2 separate regions of the Mus musculus genome follow, and region 2 is linked to region 1. Evidence: chromatin contacts called from public HiChIP or PLAC-seq data. All regions are on one chromosome and are shown on one strand. The core of a region is the stretch at or near the end of the contact, and the rest is flanking DNA. Distances in the headings are between cores, read along the strand shown. Region 1 overlaps Igf2r (insulin-like growth factor 2 receptor). Region 2 holds the start of Igf2r (insulin-like growth factor 2 receptor).

Evidence for each region. HiChIP or PLAC-seq counts read pairs in DNA pulled down with a chosen protein or histone mark.
Region 2: an H3K4me3 HiChIP or PLAC-seq map of intestinal villus epithelium shows a contact between it and region 1, with 5 read pairs. The contact joins the promoter of Igf2r here to the enhancer-like site in region 1. A contact is called at or near these places in 17 of 39 promoter capture datasets (the 3T3-L1 cell line, 3T3-L1-derived adipocytes, the HPC-7 cell line and 12 more), 3 of 484 Hi-C or Micro-C datasets (natural killer cells, nephron progenitors and trophoblast stem cells), 4 of 115 datasets of contacts at active chromatin or transcription factors (CD8 T cells, embryonic stem cells, intestinal villus epithelium and 1 more) and 2 of 9 other capture datasets (adipose tissue and liver).

Annotation. Positions count from the first base shown.
Region 1 is chr17:12,690,316-12,697,305 of GRCm38.p6, reverse strand. It overlaps Igf2r (insulin-like growth factor 2 receptor), which reads left to right. Exons shown (of 48, transcript NM_010515.2): 36 at 1,871-2,020; 37 at 3,142-3,303; 38 at 4,025-4,232; 39 at 4,521-4,667; 40 at 5,189-5,423; 41 at 6,013-6,149. Among named protein-coding and RNA genes, the nearest start is that of Slc22a1, 18 kb to the right of the region's middle. Within about 2 kb of position 5,230, at least 29 of the 459 cell types and tissues checked have an H3K27ac peak or open chromatin away from gene starts, as enhancers often do. A contact at or near this core is called in CD8 T cells, intestinal villus epithelium and thymic regulatory T cells, where this site is marked.
Region 2 is chr17:12,766,907-12,774,630 of GRCm38.p6, reverse strand. It overlaps Igf2r (insulin-like growth factor 2 receptor), which reads left to right and starts at 4,925. Exons shown (of 48, transcript NM_010515.2): 1 at 4,925-5,231. The coding sequence starts at 5,098. The region is part of intron 1 of Airn (antisense Igf2r RNA); the gene reads right to left.

The sequences.
Region 1 (6,990 bases), core at 3,981-6,480:
GTTGGCAAGTTTCTAGTCATAGCCTGTGTGCTGGGCTCAGACAGCTAAGTGTGAGATCGAAAGTATGAGAGTGTACATGGAGCGGGCGGCCAACCAACAGTACTGGCCAGGGAGTCTGAGCTGCTTGAAAATTGAATAGTTGCTTCCATTTGCATTTTGAAAATACATGTGTATGTGTGAGTGTGTGCTGTACATGTATTTAGCCTGTGGAGGCTAGAGCAGGGGTTTGTGTGAGTGTGAGCTGTACATGTATTTAGCTGTGGAGGCTAGAGCAGGGGTTTGTGTGAGTGTGAACTGTACATGTATTTAGCTGTGGAGGCTAGAGCAGGGTTTTTGATCTTGTGGGGTTGGAGTTACAGGCACATGTGAGCTGCTTGATGCAGTGCTAGGATGGGGACCTGAGCATCCTCTGGAAGAGAGTACAAGTAGCCCCCTCATACATTTGGTATTGGTGGTCACATGACCGGCATTAACTGCTTCAGGGTACTTTTGATTAGTGTGGCCATCTCTCCAGATAGCCCAGATGCAATTTCTTTTTTAAGACTTTATTTTGTTTTTGTTTTTGGGTACATGTATATGTTTGTGCATGGGTATGTGCAAGTAGGTACAGTGTGCAGCAGACATTGGATCCCTTAAGCTGTGCTTACAGGTGATCATGAGCTGCCTGATGTGGGTGCTGGGAACTGAACCCAGGTCCTGTGCTAAAGCAGTGAGCACTTTAGCCATTGGGCTATCGCTCCTGCTTCCCAGTTATGCTTTCTATGTTAAACCTGACCAAGAGAGGTGTTAACAGAGCGGGCATCAATAGCACTGGCACAGCACATGCTTCTCTTTCAAGCACTTGTATAATTGAAAGGCTTAAGTGACACAAGTTCTTTCTAGTAACGAGTGACAATTAGGGCAAAACCAATTATGAATAATAAAAAAATACTCTGCCCTGAAAACTTACAGTGTAGATTTGGATGTGTGGAGTTCTATTTGTGGTTTGCCAAGCTCTCGTGAGGTTTTAAACTATAAATTCCCCTCTGTTGTGAGTTCCATTGCAGGACAGTAGGTGTCCTTTTAAATGTTCTGTGAAGTGGAGTATCTCGCAGAGGACCACCAAGGCATGAGCTACATTTTAATAGGAAGTTCTTTATGGCACTCTGCCTGGCCATCATTTCCCAGAAGTCCGATTGGCTAAGTTTTCCCACTTGGCCATCCTTTGTCAGGTTAAACTTTTGCTTGAGTTCTTTGATTGGTGAAGGTCTGACTTCATCTGCTCCACAGCAATGATCCACACAGTACACATGCTCATGCATGCACTCTTGCTCATACTGGTATGAACATACTGCCACATGGCACTTCATACACATGCACACATGCAGGCATGTTTCCTGTCCACCTGCCTTTTATTCATTCATTTATTCAGAAGAACTGACTGAAGAGGTATTGTGTATGTCTGCCGCTGTCCTAAGCAACAACATGAGTAAGCGAGAGTTGTCCCCTCTGTGGACATTCCCATCAGACACTGCTGAGATGAGCAAGAGGCAATCTCAGGGTAGTGTGGATATCGGAACACTAGGAAGGGCCTTGCCCAGGCTCCTGCCTTCCTCCTTCTGGGCCCAGGACTGTGGAATTCATGCTGTGAGTGAGGACAGAAGTCCTTAGTGCTCAGAATCTGAAAGCTGACCATGAGTAGGAACACCCTTGGCCTTTGTCCATGCATCTCTGGTATCTCTGCATGCTGGTGACCTTTTTGCATGCCAATCACAAAGCAGTACAGGTATTTCTCTAAGGCTGACAGTGAGAACTGCTGCAGTTCCATGTGAATTCCTAATCTGCCAACCTTGGCATGGTTGTAAAGCACCGTTCACTTCTTCTGTTCTAGGATATTGGCAGAGTCACAGGCCCTCCAATATTCAATCCTGTGGCGAATGAAGTCTACCTGAACTTTGAGAGCAGCACTCATTGCTTAGCCGACAGATATATGAACTACACCTCACTCATCACATTTCACTGCAAGAGAGGAGTCAGCATGGTGAGTGCCCGCCCTGTCAGCTTCACTGGAACCCTGCTTTGGGCAGTGTGCTGAAACCACCCGAGAACATGACTTGGGGCGTGAGTAAGTCTGAGTTAACATGGATGCTTTCTGTTGTTCAAAGTCATGGAAGCTTTGAGAGTAGAAATCATTTATTGAGCACTGATTCTGAACACATTAAAAGGTTGGGTTGAAATATCTTTATTTTTTTTTTTATTTTTTTTTTAAAAGATTTATTTATTTATTATATGTAAGTACACTGTAGCTGTCTTCAGACACTCCAGAAGAGGGCATCAGATTTCGTTATGGATGGTTGTGAGCCACCATGTGGTTGCTGGGATTTGAACTCGGGACCTTCAGAAGAGCAGTCGGCGCTCTTAACCACTGAGCCATCTCGCCAGCCCCCATATTAAAAAAAAAAAAAAAAAAAATCTTTATTTTTTTAAACTATAAGGTGATCGGTTTTCTGATTAGACTTATTTTTAGCATGTGCCATCATTCATTACATAGCTTTATTATCTCTCAGGACCAGATGAGCAGGTGGGACTGTTGTCTGCTCCGACCTGCTGACATCTGGGATGCACTGAGGGCTTGTCATTCACAGGGCAGCAGTGTCCTGAGCAGCTGACGCTCTGTCCTTCTCAGTGTTTTCCGTCTTTAGTAGAAGCTCTTTCCCCATATGGCTCAGTATGGAGCTCAGCAGCAAGTGTACAGAGTTCCTACCCACCTGGCGGCGGCGGCTGTGGCTGTGGCTGCTGCTGCTGAGTGATGGAGAGCTATGCTCTCATTCAGAGTTCATGGCCTGTGGCACATGTGGCTGAAATACTTTTGCCCTCATGGCATTCCTGGTGTCTAGATATGCAGGATGCAGACCTGCTCTTGGATTCTGCTATGCTTGCATTTGTACTGTGTGGCAGGGGTGTATGTCTTCGCTATTCCCAGGAAAGAATATGGTGGATCTTGTCCTCACACGGTGGTTTTTAAGACTAATGTTTTTCACCAGTTGTGGTGGCTTACACCGGTAGAATGTGCTGAAGGAGGCAGAGGCAGGAGGATCACGAGATCGAGGCAAACCTGGGCTACACATTTTTTAAAAAGACTCATGTTTTTCTTGGCCACAGGGAACTCCTAAGCTGATAAGGACCAATGACTGCGACTTTGTGTTTGAGTGGGAGACTCCGATTGTCTGTCCTGACGAAGTGAAGACACAGGGTTGTGCTGTAACAGATGAGCAGCTGCTCTATAGCTTCAACCTGACCAGCCTTTCCACAAGCACTTTCAAGGTAAGCTTGCCTTCCCATAGCCTTGCCAGCCTCCAGAGGGCTAAGATGCTTTGACACAGGGCTGGACAAGAATCAGTAACCTGTGAGGCAGGCCCTGGAGTTCTGTGACACAAGTGGATAATAGGCAGAGTGACTTGAGGACATGCATTGGAACACACACCTCTGGGCCAGGGCAAGATTTCTATAGTTACTGGGAGCCACAGAGGATCACTGAGTTGCCAGACTTAGCTCAAGGTAAAGAGATGCGGTCTGCCAACCACAGAGACAAGTGGGAGAAGCAGCATCGTGCGAGCCTTTCATGCATGAGTCTGTGGGCTGGGGGCTTTCACTGAGCCTGGTGAGTGCTGAGTTCTGAACCTTTCTCAGGGCTTGCTGCCTGCAGTTCAGGGATAGTTTTCTACATGAGCGCAGTGAGTGAGGAAAGCGAGGCCCATGCGCACGTGGGCTGTCTGCTCTGCATCCCAAAGGAAGGGGGAACCTGGGACTCAGAGCAGCAGCCTCAGGCTGGAGAAAGCAGATGGTGGCTGCCTGGGCCACCAGGGAGAAGGCAAGATAGAAAAGAGACTGGCCCAGGATGACTTCTGGTGTTCTCTGGAGGTGGTCTTGGCCAGGAAAACAGCAGGGGTCATGGTCCGATTCAGTACAGGGATGTGAACTGTGGGAGCCTGTGCTCTGGTCACAGCAGTCAGTAGCCACACATTGCCATTTGTTGTCCTTGCAGGTTACTCGGGATGCCCGCACATACAGTATAGGGGTGTGCACAGCAGCAGCTGGCTTAGGCCAGGAAGGCTGCAAGGATGGCGGTGTCTGTCTGCTCTCTGGGAACAAAGGAGCTTCTTTTGGGCGCCTTGCATCGATGCAGCTGGATTACAGGCACCAAGATGAAGCAGTCATTCTGAGTTATGTGAATGGTGATCCTTGCCCTCCAGGTAACTCTTCACAGTATGGTCAAGTTCAAATTTCTTGTAAATAGATTGACTTAGCAGAAAAATACTTGAGGAATGAAGCTTCAGACCTGTGAGCACTGTACCCTGCCACATCTCCTTCCCTGGTATGAATGCCTGTGTCTGGAACATGATGCTGTCTGTTGCTTGTCTGTTTGGGTGAATCCTGTCTAGCAGGGCAGGTACACAGCTTCTTAGGGAGTCTTTGGGTGGCATCTAAGGCATGGCTGATTCATTGACGCTTGTGTATAATCCATGCCTCTTTCCTTCCAGAAACGGATGATGGCGAGCCCTGTGTCTTCCCCTTCATTTACAAAGGGAAGAGCTATGATGAATGTGTATTAGAGGGACGAGCGAAACTGTGGTGTAGCAAAACTGCAAATTATGATCGTGACCACGAGTGGGGCTTCTGCAGACAGAGTGAGTGGGTAGCTGAATTTGGGGGAGGGGAGCAGGTGTTGTTCTATGGGTGGCCAAGCTAATTAGTGATTATTATGTAAGTTTTGTTCTTGTTGGCTAAGGATGATGTTCATGGAGAGCCAAATTTGAGCACCATAGCTCCTTTGCGACTTAGGGGTGGAAAGAGAGTGGCGTGAAGGCCCACACTCTGTAGTTCTCTACATGATCGAGGACAAGCATTTGACTCATGACTAGCTCCAAGTCTTCTATGGGTGGCCCTGAAGTTTTGAGGTTGTTACAGATGCTTGGCTGATTCTTTAAATTCTTGCCATTATTAATGTGTAGGCAAGTATTGAATGCTTTCCCAGGAGGGATTTTGGTGTGGTCTGAGGAACTGAGTTTGTAAGTGGATAGATTAAGGAGTGAGACAAACTGTGGCTGGGGCTGCACTTGGGGAAACAGCCAGGAGTAATAAAGAGGTGGGAGAAGTCAAGGTTTGTGCCCCGCCCTAGGTCTGACCTTTGCACACTATTGCTCCCCAGCCAACAGCTACCGGATGTCTGCGATCATATTTACGTGTGATGAAAGTGAAGATATTGGGAGACCACAAGTGTTCAGTGAAGATCGTGGGTGTGAGGTGACATTTGAGTGGAAGACAAAAGTTGTCTGCCCTCCAAAGAAGATGGAGTGCAAGTTTGTTCAGAAGCATAAGACCTATGACTTGCGACTGCTCTCATCCCTCACGGGGTCCTGGGACTTTGTGCATGAAGGAAACTCGTGAGTATGCCACACTGCCTGTGGTCCCTCAAGTTTTCAAAGTCAGGAATATCACATAGCTGTGGGGTTTGAGGCTTTCATTGAGACACAGCCTAGATTGTCAGTGTATGGGGAGTTCTGGTGAGCACCCACAGAGACCGGAGCCCTGACAGTTGCTCAGGTTTGAGGGCAGGATAGGTTTTCTAAGACTTTTGCCAGCTCTTTTAGCACTGCCTTTGCTTTTTGAACTAATTACCCTGACTGTTCCATGTGGGGAGTGCCTGCTGTGCCAGGGACCCTGAGCCTCACAGGGTCTGCTGCAAATCAGGGCTGCTATGAATTGGGGGACTTAGGTGAGTGCCTGCTATCCCTCCATAGCCTTTTCTCCTGTCTGTACTGTGTCAGGGATGCATGGGGACATGCCACTACATGTGAGCCCGTTGAGTCAGCTACTCTGTATGGCTGCTTCACTCTCCGTTTCTTCTGCACCCCCAAGGCTATCAGGGAGTCAGTTACCTTCCAAGGTAGTGTGGAGTCCACAGGTCTGTCCAGTGTACTCGAAGTAGAACTTTCATTTGCCCTTTTTACACCCCTTTGTGTCATTCTGTAGGTACTTTATCAATCTGTGCCAAAGAGTATACAAAGGTCCCCTGGACTGCTCTGAAAGAGCCAGCATTTGCAAGAAGAGTGCCACTGGTCAAGTCCAGGTTTTGGGGCTTGTTCATACACAAAAATTGGAAGTCATAGGTAAGGCTCTGGGGTGTTTGTACTTGACTCAGTTGCTGCATCAAGATTGGCAAGGTGAGGCTGTCCCTGGTGTGATGGAGAAAGTGCCTGAGCTTTGGTGGAAACCCGGTGACTAGTTGAAGCATTTCTACCCCCTTCCTGGAACATGAAGTCCATGCTGTTTTGATACTCTGAGGCACAGGGAGCCTGTTCAAAGCACCTTCGCTGATCATGTTCCGGATGCACATTGGCTTCTCAATGTACATCTACACACATCTAAAAAAGCTATGGTCACACAGGGCGCTGTACAGATGGCTCCGTGTTCCCTTGAGCTCTTGGCTAGGAATCATGACACGATCATCAAGGGAAGGAAGGGATCGGCTGTTAGAGGACAGGCACATTTTCCCAACTAAGGGAGCACACAAGGACCAGGCTGTGTTGGGGGTTAGACATTCTACTCTGCCTCTAAGGCTAGAGTAGGATCCCGATTGCGCTGTTTGAACTACAAGGTGACATGGATATTGAAATGGAGAGGGGATTCTGAGGGAATTCCCATGGCCTTTAATAACAAACTCAATCAAGAAAGTGGCCTCCCTTTGAGAATTAAAATCTCAACACATGAACCAGCTGGGCAAACTCACATCTTAGGAATTCTCTATTCCCGAAGTTCCTGACTACTGTAGAGCTGGATGCTAGTCATATAGGTGTGGCCATGGAGGCTTAGCATTCATTCCTGAGGATCCAGGAAGCTCATGGTCTTGCTGCTTCCTTACTTATGGTGGTATGGGTTGAGTGTATGGGCCAGTAACTGCCATTGAGTATGGAGGGCACCTTTAGACAGCCGGCACTTGCCTTTGCAGTA
Region 2 (7,724 bases), core at 3,676-6,175, 78 kb before region 1:
GCCAGCCTGGTCTACAAAGTGAGCTCCAGGACAGTCAGAGCTATACAGAGAAACCCTGTCTCGAAAAACAACAAAACAAAACAAAACAAAACAAACATCCCCCCCCCAAAGTTGCTAACATTGAGAACTCTCGTACTCCTAAGAACAGAGCCATTTTTCTGCATAGCTAAATACCAATATCTTACCTCAGACACTAACATTAATGAAATATTATCTACTACATAGTTTTTTTTTCAAAGCTGGGCATTGAACCCAGAGTCTTACACATGCTAGGCAAGTATTGAACCACTGAGCTACGCCATCAGACCTCCAGTTGAGTTTTGAAAAAACAGTTCATTTATCTCTGAAGGCAAGGGACAATTAAAGGAATGGAAAAATACTTCCAGAATCTCCATACAATCAGGTTCTTCCTGTGTGTTCTGGGAAGTGTCTGGAATTTTCTTTAAGCCTCTATCTGAGATTCACAAGGTACTCTGGACACTGTCAGTTGGACAGCTTGGGGCTTTCGTGTTCCACAAAGGCAAGGGTTAGCTTTGCCTGCCCTACTACTGCACCCCACAGGAAACACGGGTGATCTGCCACTTGAGATGTGGTTCTAGCATCAGGCCAAGACAGCAGGGACAAAAAAAAAAAAGCCAGCATAATGATACAGAGGTTGAACCAGCTGGATTCTGAGCCTATTTTGCCCTACAGCAGTGATAGAACAAAGCACCACTGAGGGAAGGGAGGTCACTAAGTAATTCCTCTGGGTTTTGCAGGCCAGAAGCCCAAAATGAAGGTGATGGCAGGCTCTGGCTCTCACTTAGGTTAGGGAGATGTTAACCCTAGGCCCATTCTCTGAGTTTCTTGTGTTACCAGTGATCTGAGGCAGTCCTTTGGCTTGTAGAGGCAGTGTCACCGCTACCCTTGAGTGACATCCTCAGGTTGTTCTCATCCTGTCGGTCTCTTTCCTACTTCTGACAAAACACTCGCATATTGACTGAGGAGCCTGTTCTAGTATATTATCTTGGCTAATCCAACCCCAACTCTGCTTTCAAATACACACACATTCTGCAGAAGGCTTAGGGCTCTTACAGAGCTACAAGGGGACATAGTTTAAACCCTCAAAGAGAGTCTTGTGTACATCTTCCAGACTTCTGAGAGATAGCGTTTCTTTTATTTCTTTTTCTTTGATTTCAGATAGGGTTTCTCTTTGTAGTCCAGTCTGTCCTGTCCTGGAATTCATCCTGTATATCAGCCCAGCCTCAAGCTCAGATCTGCCAGCCTGTGCCTCCCAGGTGTTGTGATTATAGTGATGCACCACCATGTGTGATGTTTCTGATATATATTTAAAACATTTTAACTTTAAATATCAGGTCTCATATAGTGCAGGCTGGCCTGGAAAATACTCGTAGCTAAAGATGATTTTGAATGTCTGATCCTCCTACTTGTTCCAGAGCTGGAATTACTATGCCCAACAAATTAAACTGTTATAGCTTGTATTAGAACTGAGAGTTCTAATAGGCTGGCAGATGAGACCCAAACTGCTGGTTTAAAGGCAGCACTCCTGGGAACTGGGAACCTAAAAGAGGTGTTGGGTGAGTTTTCTTGGTGAGGGTCATGGTTAAATGTAGATACTTTAGGCTCTTCAGGCCATGGTTTCTATTATCTCTGCTCTTGTGGGCAAAATCAGCCAGTCCGACACATAAGCAATGGGGATGGCTGTATCCCAGTAAAAATATTTACAAAATAGCTGTGTGACCTGATTCGACCCATGGGCTATAGCATGATCCAGTGCTCTAGGGCAGTGTCTCACGGGGAGGGAGAGTGCTGGAGGTTTGCAGAGCGTTTGGAATCCTCCTGTGCAGTTTTTGTCAATCATGCTTTACTATGCGGATTTAAGTTAAGATGAACTTCTTGGTAAGGATGCCAATATAAGTCATAGCATGCCTTGTCTAGAACATTGTGAAAGACAGATATAGATCAAAATATTTCTGGCTAGGGCTGGGGATATAAAGTTAGTGTTTAGTAAAGCTCTTGCCTTAAGAGCCAAGGCCCTGGCTTCCATCTTTAGCACCACAGACACAAATGTGTCTCTCTGTGTGTGTCTCTGTGTGTATAAGCTTCAATGAAAAGCTACGTACTGCTTAATAAATCCTTTTAGATTTTCAAGTCTCCCTTATTTCCAGGGTCTATATTCCCAAACCCTAGAGCTAGCCTGGAACAACTGTGTGTGTGTGTGCTGTGCACGTGTTTATATGTGTGTTTTCTACCAATACATACTTATGAAAGTTTATAAAGACTTTTAAATAAATTTTACTTTTATGTGTATGAGTGTTTATGTATACATGTGTGCCTGGTGCCCACAGAGGCCAGAAGAGGGCATTAGATACCCTGAACCTGAAGTTACAGGTGATCGTGAGCCACCTGCTGTGGGTACTGGGAACTGAACCTGGGTCCTCTGCAAGCCTAGGTGCTTTTCAACCACTAGCTCTCTCTCCAGCCCCCAAGTTTGTTTTATAAAACAGGGACAATAAAAGCACAACATACCCATACAGTAGAACAATGATAATAACATGCTAATAGGTTATTGAGACCTTGTGACTTAATAATTCTGGAACCTTTCGTTTAGTATGTTGAATATGCCCTGGTCTATGGTGAGAAAAGGGGACCAATGGTTAATCTATGGCACCCGAGCTTTTCATTGTCACGAGGTACTTTACAACTCTGTAAGTTGTAGAATACTGTTAGTAAAATATCCAATTGTTTGACTTGAGAAATTAAAGCTGTGTCTGAGTCAGATAAGTATTTGATTTTTAACCAACCCTTTATCTATTGGCTAATTTCTCTTCTGCATTCCCAACTTTCCGTTGTCTGTATTAGGGTTTGTTTGTTTGTTTGTTTTTAAATTCCCTTTGAGTCTGTTTTAACATGATCTCAGTTCTTACTTGAATAACGTAAGGGATATTTTTTTGACACATCAATTCTGTACCTGTGAGGTGGCTCTGTGCTTTAGAACTCCGCTTCACTGAATTTTTATGGCATCACTTCAAGAAGAGATAATGAAGTCTTTTTTTTTTTTCCCCTCCCCAAATTTGTGATACCAGCTGCCATGGAACACTCTGAGCAGAAGCAGCTTGGGGAGGAAAGGGTTACAATGGCTTACATGGCACGTCACAGTCCATCACTGAGAAGACAGGAACTCAGGGCAGGACTGGCTTACATTCCACGTCACAGTCCATCACTGAGAAAACTCAGGACAGGCACTCAGGGCAGGACTGAGACAGGAACTGAAACAGAGCCACTGAAGAATGCCGCTTACCAGCTTGCTCTTCCTAGCTTCTGCCCAGCTTGCTCGCTTACACAGTCCAGGATTCCCTGTCTAGGGGATGGTACTGCTCACAGTGGGCTGTACCCTTGTCGCTCAATTTTTGATCAAGAAAATGCTCCACAGACATGCCCATGGGGCCATCAACATGGAGACAACCTCAGACAGCTCTGGGCTGTGTCACATTGAGAGCTGAAGCTAACTAGGAGATGCCATCAGATCATGAATCAATGAATGGATTACTTCATTGATCAGGTCACAGTCTTCGTGATACAACCACCTCTCAATAATGCCATCACCTGGGGACACAAGACTTCACCAAAGGCTTGGTTTATGGGGTGCTCCATTTCCAAAGCCATCCAAAGAAAATGTATTTTGGGGATGATACTTTGAGTGGAAGTTTACATTCTGGTTCACAGCTAACTCTTCATTTAGCGGTTTTCTCACTGACAACACTTGCCTGCATTAGTTCTAACACTAGAGAGGACAAACATGAACTCCAGCTTCTATCAAGGGACTACTCCTGTACCCCTGACCCTCAAATGGTCCTTCTTCATCAGGAACAGGCCATCCTCTTCCATCCAGCAGGCAGCTCCTGGAGGGATGCACGTGGAGTGAAGGAATGGAATATCTGCCTAGCTAGTAAGATCAGTTGACCAATCCTGGTGTCACAGCCAGATTGTCTTCCTGCCCAGTGACCTCTTCTTGGTTTCTTGGTAATAACAGCGGACCTGGCCACATTCAGCCAGCCTGGCTGGCCAGCAAACATCGGAGATGCCCTCGTCTCTGCCTCCCCACCAAAGTTCCAGGGGTTGGGTGCTGGGGCTTGAGCTCAGACCCGCAGGCACATTACAGTCTGAGCCATTTCCTAAGGCTCATTTACTGTACTTTCACTAGGTTACCGCCTTATGTAATATGGATGCTGCATATTATCTTTACAGAATAATAAAACTTTGTAACAGAGGTGGTGGTACACGCTTCTAAACCTAGAACTCGGTAGGCTTAAGTAGAGGGATCTGAACTCCAGTATAGCCTGAGCTACATAGTAAGCAATCTCACGCTAAAAGTTTTTTTTTGTTTGTCATTTGCTTGTTACATTTTGGTTTCTCTGCACACTGCATATTAGTCCACCAGTCACCTAACTTGCTGTAGAAAGCCCTGCTTGGGAAGTCACATTTCCACAGAGCTGCTGTGAGGCTCTCCGGGGCATGAGTCGGAAACTCCCACGCGGGATTCTAGAAAGACTGACCTCTTAACCCTGCATCCACTTGCAACACTAAACATCAACCTGGGCTTTTCCACCTAACTCCATCTCGGCCACCGTACTGGTCTCGGTTGAAGAAGAGAGAGTTAGGAAGCGCTCAAGCGCAGACGCAACCTGGGTGCTGGACGGGGAAACTGAGGTCTGGCTCTGAGGCGTCACCCCTCGCCGCGCGTGAGCAACCCTGGGGTTGTCAGGCCTCGAGTAGGTACCTGGCGCTCGTGCCCGGCCCGCAACACTTCCTGTCCCGCGCGCGTGCGATGCTCATGTGACCCGGGACTGGGCGGAGAGCACCTGAACGAGGACGTCACGTGAGCAGGAGGCGGGGCGGGGGCGGGCCGACTCAGGTCACGTGACGCTCCGGGGACGGCCACGGAGCGCCTCCTCGTCGCACTCCCCCCTGGCTCCAGTTCTCTCTCCTCTTTCTCCCTCCAGCTCCCGTTGCAGCTTCGACTCCGCTGTGGTGGCGCGACCGTGTCCCAGGCGCGGCTCCAAACGGCCAGCCGCCGTGAGCCCCACGCCACACGCGATGCGGGCCGTTCAGCTGGGACCGGTGCCCTCCGGGCCGCGCGTCGCGCTCCTGCCGCCGCTCCTGCTGCTGCTGCTCCTGGCGGCCGCGGGCTCCGCGCAGGCCCAGGCCGTCGACTTGGACGCCCTGTGCAGGTGGGTGTCTTGCGTGGCGGGCGCGGAGCCCCGAGGACACGCAGACCTCCGCCCCGCCCCGCCCCCGCGGGAAAGTTGCCCGCGTGGTGGCCGCGGCGGCGCAGGAGGACGCGCCGCCGTGGCACTGGCCCCCGGAGCCCCCCGTGCCCGGCCACTTGTGGCTGTCATAAGTCGGGCGGCTTTGTGCGACTCCCGGGGCCCGGTGTGTCCGTCGGAAGTTGCAGGGGGCAGAGCTAAGGCTGGGCTTTTGTCCCGCTGCACGTTTCCATTGAAGTTCCAGCCGTGGGGCTTCGGAGGCGTCCCCTCTAGTGTGCAGTCTCCAGGGAGTGCGAACCCACGCGATGCTCTTGGAGTTGGGTAGTGGTGGTTTCAACTGCAGATTGACCCCTTCTGTGGCAACTCTCAGTTTTCCTTATTTAAAGTAGCCATTTGTCAGTGGTTGAAGCTTTTTCTTCTTTTGACAAGGGTTGAGAGGTGGTCATCTCTGTAGGCTTTCAAGACTTTACCCTTCACGTCTCTCAGTTAGCTTCCTGTGTGGTTGCTCACATGATGTCATTGTCTCCAGAGTAGATTATTCTAGTGGAGTCTTCTGCTCTGGGATCCAAGGTTGTATAATTTCCAGTCCTGTCGAAGTTTGTTGGTGTTGGACACAGACTTGTGGGCCTAGGGAACTTCCAATACCATTAGTTTGGAGACAGGCCTCCTCTGGGCTCTTTAGGGTGAAGGGAAACCAAATCTTTTCTTGTTTTAAAAACTTTGATAAGAAGGAAGCGGGAAGAGAATCTTGAAGCCAGCTTTACCCTTGACTTTCAAAAGTGACTCAGAATGAGACGGGGCTGAGCCAAACTTGATGTTTCTAATGGTAGTCCAGGCTCTTTAGTCCTTTGTATCAGAGAGTTTTGTTCTCTCACCTGGAGTTAATAATTTGTAGGACTTGTTAGTGTAAGAATGAGCTGACCAGAATTCTATTTCTCATTTTGGAGAGTATTTGGAGGGAGACACTGCTGCACTGCGGCTTATAGACCAATTAGCTGCCCAAAGATAGATTGCTGCCCCGGTAACTTCATGATATGGAGGAAGGGTGCCCCTTAAACAATAGTAGGCCCAGGGGGGAACATTTAGAACAGAAAATTTTGGATTTAGGGCTGCTGTGACCAAGAATTAACACAGCTGGTCTAGTGCTGTGGAAGTCACGGTCTTGCTAGATAACTGGAATTTGTTTCTTTTGAAGGCGTTGGTACAGGGGATCCAACCTAGGGCCCAGGCATGCTAAGCAAGTACTCTACTACAGACCTGCGGCCTTTGCCTTAGAATTCACTTTTTTTTTTTACACCATTATTTTTAAAGTGTGTGTGCGCACATGCGTGTCCATTGTGTCTGCCATGCAGAGGCCAGAAAAGGGTCTCAGAGTCCTTGGAGCTGGAGTTACAGGTTGTGAGCAGCCTGCGTGGCTGCTAAGAATTGATCCCCCCCCCCTCCAAAGGCCAACTCTCTAGCTATAGTAGGTTAATTTCTTCGAAAAAATTAAGAGAATATTTTTTTATTCTATGTGTGTGAGTATTTTGTTCGAATTTATGTCTGTTTACCACATACCTTACGGTGTCCTTGAAGAAGGCACCAGATTCCCCTGAAACTGAAGTTACAGATGGCTGTGAGGCTCCACGTGGATGCTGGGCATTGAACATGGATCCTGTGCGAAAGCAGCAAGCACTCCTAACTGCTGAGCTGTTAACTGTCTAGTCTCCTAGAGTTAAGTTTTTTTTTTTTTTTTTTTTTTTTTTTTGGTGAGGGGAAGGAGGGGAGATAGGGTTGCTCTGTGTCACCCTGGCTATTCTTGAACTCACTCTGTAGACCAGACTGGCCTTGAACCCATAAATCTGTCTGCCTGTGTGCTCCCAAGTGCCAGGATTAAAGGCGGCACTTTAATCCCACCCAGTTTAGAGTTTATATTTTAGTAGAGTAGAATTTGTCAAGGAGAACTGAGCGTCATGGAGTCTCAGAGCTGCTCACTTGTGCATGGTCATCTCATTGTCTTGAACTTGTGGTCTTTCACCTCATCTCCAGTGGAGATGCTGGTCCTTACCTTGTGGAATGAATGGCCTTTGTACTAGTCTACTGGGGCCACTGTCTCACATGGTGTGACTTTGCCAGTGCTAGAGAGGGTCTAAGGTTGTGTTAGAGGTGCCCTTCACAGCTTCTGACGTCTCTAAGGTTCTTCTTCCTCTAGCTTTCCTCAGGAGTAGTGAACTTCCCAGTCCTTCTCACCTATCCCCTGCCTGTAACTATGCTCTTTCTTAGAAACATTTTGAGTGTCTTGGAGCCTGCAGAGTGTAGTTTGTCTTGTATGGTCTGTTTAGTTTTTTTGTTCTGGGAGCTTAAACCCAGGAGCTCAAAGTCAGGGGCAAGCTAGGCAGCTGTTTTCTTCCAGAGCTGGACTCACAGCCCTTTAAGAGTCTCTGCCACAGGCTTTTAGCCTCTTCCTTGGGAATGTGG